Linked DNA regions of Sus scrofa: region 2 is linked to region 1. The links are chromatin contacts, called in public HiChIP or PLAC-seq maps. All regions are on one chromosome and are shown on one strand. The core of a region is the stretch at or near the end of the contact, and the rest is flanking DNA. Distances in the headings are between cores, read along the strand shown. Region 1 holds the start of LOC100514500. Region 2 holds the start of CCT5 (chaperonin containing TCP1 subunit 5).

Region 1 (3,471 bases), core at 651-3,150:
CAAGATATCAAGGCCTAACTTCCTGCTGGTGGGAATTTCCCATCGTCAGCCTACTACGTTTCAAATCTGACAGCACACTGTCCAGGTTCAGTTGCACTTAGTCATTTTATTCTGTCGTTTCCCCAGAAGCTTTTAAGGCAGCACGTCCGTCAGCCACCTGTAGGAAAACCTGTCGCAAGGAGGCCCAAACCCTTTCTCTTCCTTGGTCACAGACCCACGCCCAACCCTTGTCTCCCTGGAAGCCCACAACTGGCCCAACTACAAATGCCGCTGCAGTCGACCTTCCGAGGCTGGTACTGTCCCCAGGGACTAGTGCTCTGGGGGCAAAGGTGCCCTGGAGCCGCACACGGCGCTGCAACAAAGACTACAATAGACTTGGGGGACGAGGAGTCAGGTGGCCTGCGTTCAAATTCCTGTCCCTAACGATCTGTGTTCGACCGTGTCACTCCACCGCTGGGCCTTCGAATCCGCTGTAAACATTAGAAAATCATGGTACCTACCTCATCGGGACATTGCGGGACTAAAGGGGAAACACACAAGGTGCGCACGACTGTGCCTGGCACAGAGGGAGGGCTTAGAAGATGAGTAGTTAGTACTATCATCATTCGACATCCACGAAGTCGCTGCTTACCCTTCACTCGCTGTAAAAGCTTGGGGGGCAGCACTTCTGCTTCCCGAGTCCAGAAATTCTCATCGCACTTTCGTGCCCCCCCCCCCCCATAAAAGCCTTCTCTGGTCTGGGATTAAGCTGGAGCTACAGCCAGGAAAGGACTCGGATGGCGCGTGGGGGTGCGGGCGGGAAAAGCTGGCGAGCTCGCCGCGCGGGGCCCCAGGCCCTCGAGAGCACTCTGGGGCTCGGGCGGCGGCTGCGGCTCGCTCTCGCCCCGCGTGGCCGTTGGGCGCGGCACGCGCACGCCGCGAACGCGGACACGGCCACGCGCGCCGGCCGGTGGGGGCGGGGGGCGGAGAGCTCCTGCGCGCCCGTGCGCCTGCCGCGCGCGCCTGCGGCCGTTGGGGCGGAGGTGGGGAGGGGGAGCTCGCACAGTCGCCGTTCGGACGTCTCCCTCTCACCTCTGCCCCAGCTCGCCCTCCTACCGGTCCAGCCCCGCCCACACCCTGCCGTACCTGCACGGCTGAACGGGAGAGGAACAAGCTCTGCTCCACCGCAAGGCAAAAGGCAAATACCCTTCACGCAACTGCGTCCGCACACACGCGTGCTCCGTCGCCGGGCTATATAACCGAGACTCAGACTAACTTGTTGCGGCCAAGTCGGGCAGGCTAGTGGCCAATCCCGACGGCGTCCTCTGAGCTCTTCGCGCAGCAATTGGGTACTGACTCAGGATGAAGGCGTGGCTCTTGATTGGCTTTGACTTTTGCCTATGAGCCTGTAAGGATCTCGTTTCCCTAGTGACGGATTGGCACTGAGAGAGACCAATAACGGAAAGGTACGGTGGGGAAGGGGCTGGGAACTTCTTTGACCGATATCCACGGTAGCCAATAAGTGCGTGCAGCCGTTCCCATTCGTTAAAACGTCTTCCCCTGGGCGGAGATCCGTTTTCCATGCAGGAGCGGTTGATCCACAAGGTGGGGCCCTTGTACTTTGGGGAAGTAAACCCCAAGCAACTAGGAGGTGGGCGCCAGGGTGGCTGGGGGGCCCCGGCCCAATCGCAGCGCGGAAAAGAGGTGATTGACGCCGGGGTTGAACGGTACCGAGGAGGCTGAGCCCCGGGGGCCGCCTTGCCTTCTGGGGAGGTTCTGAGGCTTTCTTGGCCCCGGCTTCTGTCCTTTTCCCTTTCCTTTCTTCACTTGTTGGGTGCGGTCCCTGAGGCCCCCTTCTCCCGCTTTTCCCGCACAATTTGGTACCAGCCGAACCAGATGGTGAAGTTTCCCGTTGCTTTATTTTATTTTTTTCCTCTTATGCCAACTTTTTTATTTCCACGCGGCCGCCTAAGGGCACTTGCTGGTTCTCAGCATTAGTCAGCACTATTACTGGACAACCGTTCAAGGAAAGCCAGAGGAGAAGGTAACTCCCGTTGTGTACCTAAGGGCTTGTAAAAAGGTCGCACGTGAAAACTGTTGACTTTGAGGACACTCGTTTCTACTCTGCCCTTCTGGGCAAGTGCTGCTGCAGGTCGGCTAGTGGGTGTTGACCGAGGAACAAGAGTTTGTTCATTCTCCCGGCAGCTTGGCCCTTCCTGTAACATCCTGTGCGTCACCACCATTGTCATTCCCATTTCCAGTTGCCCTAGGTGTGGGGCCTTATTTCTTGTAGTCGTTACATCTTGAAAAGGTAGTTTGTCAAACTCCTATGGACACCCCAAAGCGTCCCTAAAACACCAGAGGCTAAGTGACGCTCCAGCCCGGTCCTGTCCACGTCTTCTAGCCTTTTGTTAGGCCCTCTATTGGTCACCCTGAGCATTTCACATGGAAATACAGAGACACGCCTCGTTTGAGTCTCCTTTGCAGGCACGTGGTCCTGGGGAGGGTCTCAAAATTTTGTAAATTTGGAAATAATGCACGTGGAGCCTCTGCTGGGGGCGAAAGGACAGGGGAGGCAGCCTGGTGGGGTCGGGGTGCAGCCCCAGAAGCTAAATGGGAGCGTCCCTCTGCCCCCCGCCCCCCAAGCCCCACTCCTGCATCAGCCTCTCTCATTCAGCACTTAATGAACTCCAGGGGCTGGGGTCAGGGATGATCAAGATGCTGCTGACCCTGCTTGCTGCCACCCATTGAACAAACCAGGGCCTGGAAGCTCCTCCGCGAGCTCGGGGAAACTGGGGAAGGGGCATATGGGACTTTGGGGGCAAGGAAGGGATCTCGGCTCAGAGGAGAGGATCCGCCACAGGTTTTCTGATTTAAGGAACCTCCAGGATCTCGTTAGCCTTACTAAGGAATTTGGACTTTACTCGGAGGGAGATGAGGAGCCCGTGAAAGATTTCTTAAAAGGTGGACGAGGACATTTGCAGGTTTTTTTTTTTTTTTTAGGCCCCCCCCCCCAGCATATGGAAGTTCCCAGGCTAGGGGTCAAATCAGAGCTATAGCTGCTGACCTACAGCACAGCCGCAGCAACACCAGATCCGAGCCATGTCTGCGACCTGCACCACAGCTCATGGCAATGCAGGCTCCTCACTGAGCAAGGCCAGGGATCGAACCCACATCCTTAGAGATACTAGTTGGATTCGTTTCTGCTGCACCACAACAGGAACTCTGACATTCGCAGTTTTCAAGACAACTTTACAAACTGAACTGCTAATCAGAGCAGACTGGCTGTGAATCTTGGAATTCACAGATGAGGTTATTTAACCCAGGCAGCCTGTGATTGGGCTATTCTTAATCACATTTGGAGGGAATTTTAAATGATATAGCTGTTTTTGTAAGGCTCTTTGGCAATCTGTTAAAATTGTGTATGTGGGCGTTCGAGTCATGGCTCATCGGAAATGAATCTGACTAGCATTCATGAGGACGCAGGTTCAA
Region 2 (3,471 bases), core at 451-2,950, 950 kb after region 1:
TGCCAAGGCTGAGACGTAGGCCTCAGACCACTGACCGCAGAATCAGACAGAGCTGGGCGTGAACCATGGAACCTGATCTTTACCAGCGCTGGGACCGCAAGCAATCATCTACCTGCTCTGGGGCCAAGTTTCCAATTATATAAAATAATACCTGTCTCAGAGTGTGAGAATTACATGAGATGTGGCTGACACAAAATCACCTGTAGCTTCTGTTTTTGGGGTGCATGCATTGAGTGGCACTTTCTCTAATGGTCCTTTCAGTGAAAAATGGAATTAAATATGTAACACAAGTGGCTCGCCTACCTACCATGGGTCAAAGATTGGATAAGTTACCCCATTTAATTTCCCTCCCAAGCCGGAAAGAGGTGTGCTGCCCCTGCTGGGAAAGGAGGTTCAGAGAGGTGGTGTTAACTTGTTTTAGGTCAAACAGTTCAGGGGAGAAAGAACTGCACTGCTTCTTAAATAAAACCCCAAGACACTAAGCAAACAGGGACACCTCAGGCCTGGCGACATGGTCTATCTCAAAGCCTACTTCCTCTGGCATAGTTCTACTTGTGATTCTGCTCAAAACCCCTCCATTGACCGTCTGAAGGATCCCCTCCAGCTTTTTCCTGCACTGCCTCCCATATCCCGTGGTTCTGGTCACACACTGCCTTATGTCATAGTTATTGGCGACCACTTTTCACTCTTTTTTTTTTTTTTTTGGTCTTTTTGCCATTTCTTGGGCCGCTCCCACGGCATATGGAGGTTCCCAGGCTAGGGGTCGAATCGGAGCTGTAGCCACCGGCCTACGCCAGAGCCACAGCAACGTAGGATCTGAGCTGTGTCTGCAACCTACACCACAGCTCACGGCAACGCCGGATCGTTAACCCACTGAGCCACGACGGGAACTCCCACTTTCACTCTTGTAGTAGTATTTTCTTCCTTAAAGGTGTACGTTTTCAGTTTTTATAATACCACATCCAGGATTACGCCGTGCATAGAAGGACTCAAAAATGAAATGCGCTGTCAATGACTAAGCCTTTAAGGAAGCAACGAAGAGTATGAACCTCTTTTCCTTTGGGGCTGTCGCAGGTATACCGACTGAAGGTAAAGAAGCAGGGTCCTAATCTGCCAGGGGACCCGAGAAATACCTCCTCTGCAGCTTACTGATACATGCGCCGTCGGAACGACAGCACGCTGGAGAAGCCAGCGGGGACGCGCGTTCTCCGCCTGTGAATTGAGGCTGCCCCACCCAGCTCTGGAGAGCGCTTGAGGGACACCCAAACCCTCAAACTGGGACTAAAGGCCTCTATGTTGGTCTTTCCCAGGCCCAAGGCGTTGGGTGCAGCACTGGAGACCAAAGAGGGGCTCCCCGACCTTCCCCGAGAGCACATGGCAGAACGGCTCTTAAATGTGCGCACGCGCGGAGCCAGGGGTTCGGGGTCCTCCGCTCATCCAGGGCGTCCCAGTCCCGTTACCTTGAGGGCCTCGAGTCCCATAAGACGAGACTTGCGGTCTTGATCTTTGATGATGAGAAAAGGGCGGCCATATTCGTCGAAGGCGAGGGTCCCCACGGACGCCATGGTGCGGCAGCAGCAGGAGTTCTCTCCCGCAACCGGCGGTGTCCACTCCGGAACCGAGAGAGTACTTTCCTCTCGCGGGAGGGCGCCAAGAGCTCGCGCGTGCGCAGCACAGGCCGCTCGAGACTTATTTCTCACCTGAGACTAGTTTAACGCCAGACAGTACCTTCTGGAATCAGCGGCCTTCGGCAACTTCTATCATCCGGGAAGCTGTGGGGGGGACAGTTTGAAGACACGAACGCGAACTTTAGAACCCACAAGCCGGTAGTAGATAGGATTTAGACACTTATTAAATCTGTAAAATCTGATGTTTCTCGATAGTGCTCCCAACGATGAGATCATTGACTCAGAGCATTGTTTTCTCCCTCCTTCCCACCCTGGCTTCGCGAAGATGGTAGAGTCCGCTTTTTTTTTTTTTTTTTTTTTTTTTTTTTAAACCTGCTGGAAATCTCGCGATGGAGGGAGGAAGAGGTGAGGTCAGCCCCGCGCGCGGCGCGTAGTTTGGGCCGCGGTCCTGGGTGCGGGCGCGGCGTAGGGCTCGTAGTCGTCTGTTGAGTCTGTGGTGCAGCGGGTCCGTGTCGGCGCAGGGGGGCGGGAAGTCGCGGGCCGCTGCCTCGGCTCGAGGCCTGGCGTTTGGGGCTCAGGGCTTGTGCGCGCCTCGGGCGCGTGCGCTGGTACTGGGATCTGGCCGCCGGGACCGGTTCCTAGCGTTTGGAGGCGAATAAGTCCCTTAGTTCGGCGCGGTCTTATACGATGTGTACTGGACTCACACTGTCGGGGTGGGGGTCACAGCTCTGCCGCTTACCAGCTGTGTCTTTGGGAAGGTGATTTGTCTGCAAAAATGGCAGTGGTAGCAATAGCTTCTCTCTTTACCGCTGCTCTACGGATTCAGGGGAAACAGTGCCTGGCCCTTAACAAGCTCTGTTCAAGTGTTTGTTAAAGAGATAGCTGTTTTGCACAAATACTCCAGTAACTTGCCCAAAGTTAGCTAGGAAGAAGCAAAATTGCCCAGTCTTGATCTGAGTCCCACTCTGAAGCCCTACGTTATGGTGCCTCCGAAAGATCTCTCTTAGCAACTTGTCTAAAAAGTACCAGATCCTCTGTTGCTTTTTCTTTGGAGCACAAATCACGACGTAATGTTTTCTGGGTTTAGATTTATTTGTTGTGGGTTTCGTGCCTCCCTGACCTCCATCTGACATAGAGTGGGACTTGACTCGTATTATTCCTAGCTTTTATTGGATACTCAAATGTGGAAATGGATGCATGGATTATAACATTTAACCTGTGGCCTGAAAGTGAGGAATTGACTTTGTCACCAGGTGGTTGATCATTTAACCCCTCCTGATACCTGGCCCACTTACTCTGTAGCTTACAGTGATGCTCCAAGGCCATTTTGGCTTTTGGAGCCACATCTCAATTCACTTTAGCTTGGCCAGTTCAGTGTTTCCTTATTCAGAATAACAAATCCTGTAATCCATTTGGCTCATTAGATAGTTATGAAGTGTAGGAAATGTGTAATGATGCCCGCTGTGCAGTTTTTCTTTAAAGCATGGGGAAAAAAGGGTTTTCCTGTTAATGTATTCTGTGTATAAGCAAGTACACAATGAACAGCTCGAAGATACTATGACGTTCAATTATAAACCCCCAGTGTAAATTCGTGTGGCAGGTCACAATTCCAAATAGGCCTCTTGTTTCTTCCTGGCCTTTTTCCTTTGGCTCAAACTTGGATAAAGACTCCTAAACCTTTGTGGGCTTATGTTGCTGCCTCTAGCTTTAGCTGGCCCACATCTGTCACTGAAAATTGAGATTTTTCTGTCACTACCAGAAGTCAGTAACCAGGCAAGCCTGTAGACAGCGGAAGTTCACTTCTTTGGGTCTTTTACTTACAAGGATGGACTTGTTCCTGGGC

Evidence for each region. HiChIP or PLAC-seq counts read pairs in DNA pulled down with a chosen protein or histone mark.
Region 2: a contact with region 1 is called in an H3K27ac HiChIP or PLAC-seq map of alveolar macrophages. The contact joins the promoter of CCT5 here to the promoter of LOC100514500 in region 1. A contact is called at or near these places in 2 of 5 promoter capture datasets (fetal liver and liver) and 1 of 2 datasets of contacts at active chromatin or transcription factors (alveolar macrophages).

The regions. Positions count from the first base shown.
Region 1 is chr16:71,274,829-71,278,299 of Sscrofa11.1, forward strand. It overlaps LOC100514500, which reads left to right and starts at 1,901. Exons shown (of 2, transcript XR_002339616.1): 1 at 1,901-2,023. It overlaps G3BP1 (G3BP stress granule assembly factor 1), which reads right to left and starts at 1,256. Exons shown (of 12, transcript NM_001205405.1): 1 at 1,126-1,256.
Region 2 is chr16:72,221,490-72,224,960 of Sscrofa11.1, forward strand. It overlaps CCT5 (chaperonin containing TCP1 subunit 5), which reads right to left and starts at 1,701. Exons shown (of 11, transcript NM_001278779.1): 1 at 1,461-1,701. The coding sequence starts at 1,565. It overlaps FAM173B (protein FAM173B), which reads left to right and starts at 2,003. Exons shown (of 5, transcript XM_021076853.1): 1 at 2,003-2,033.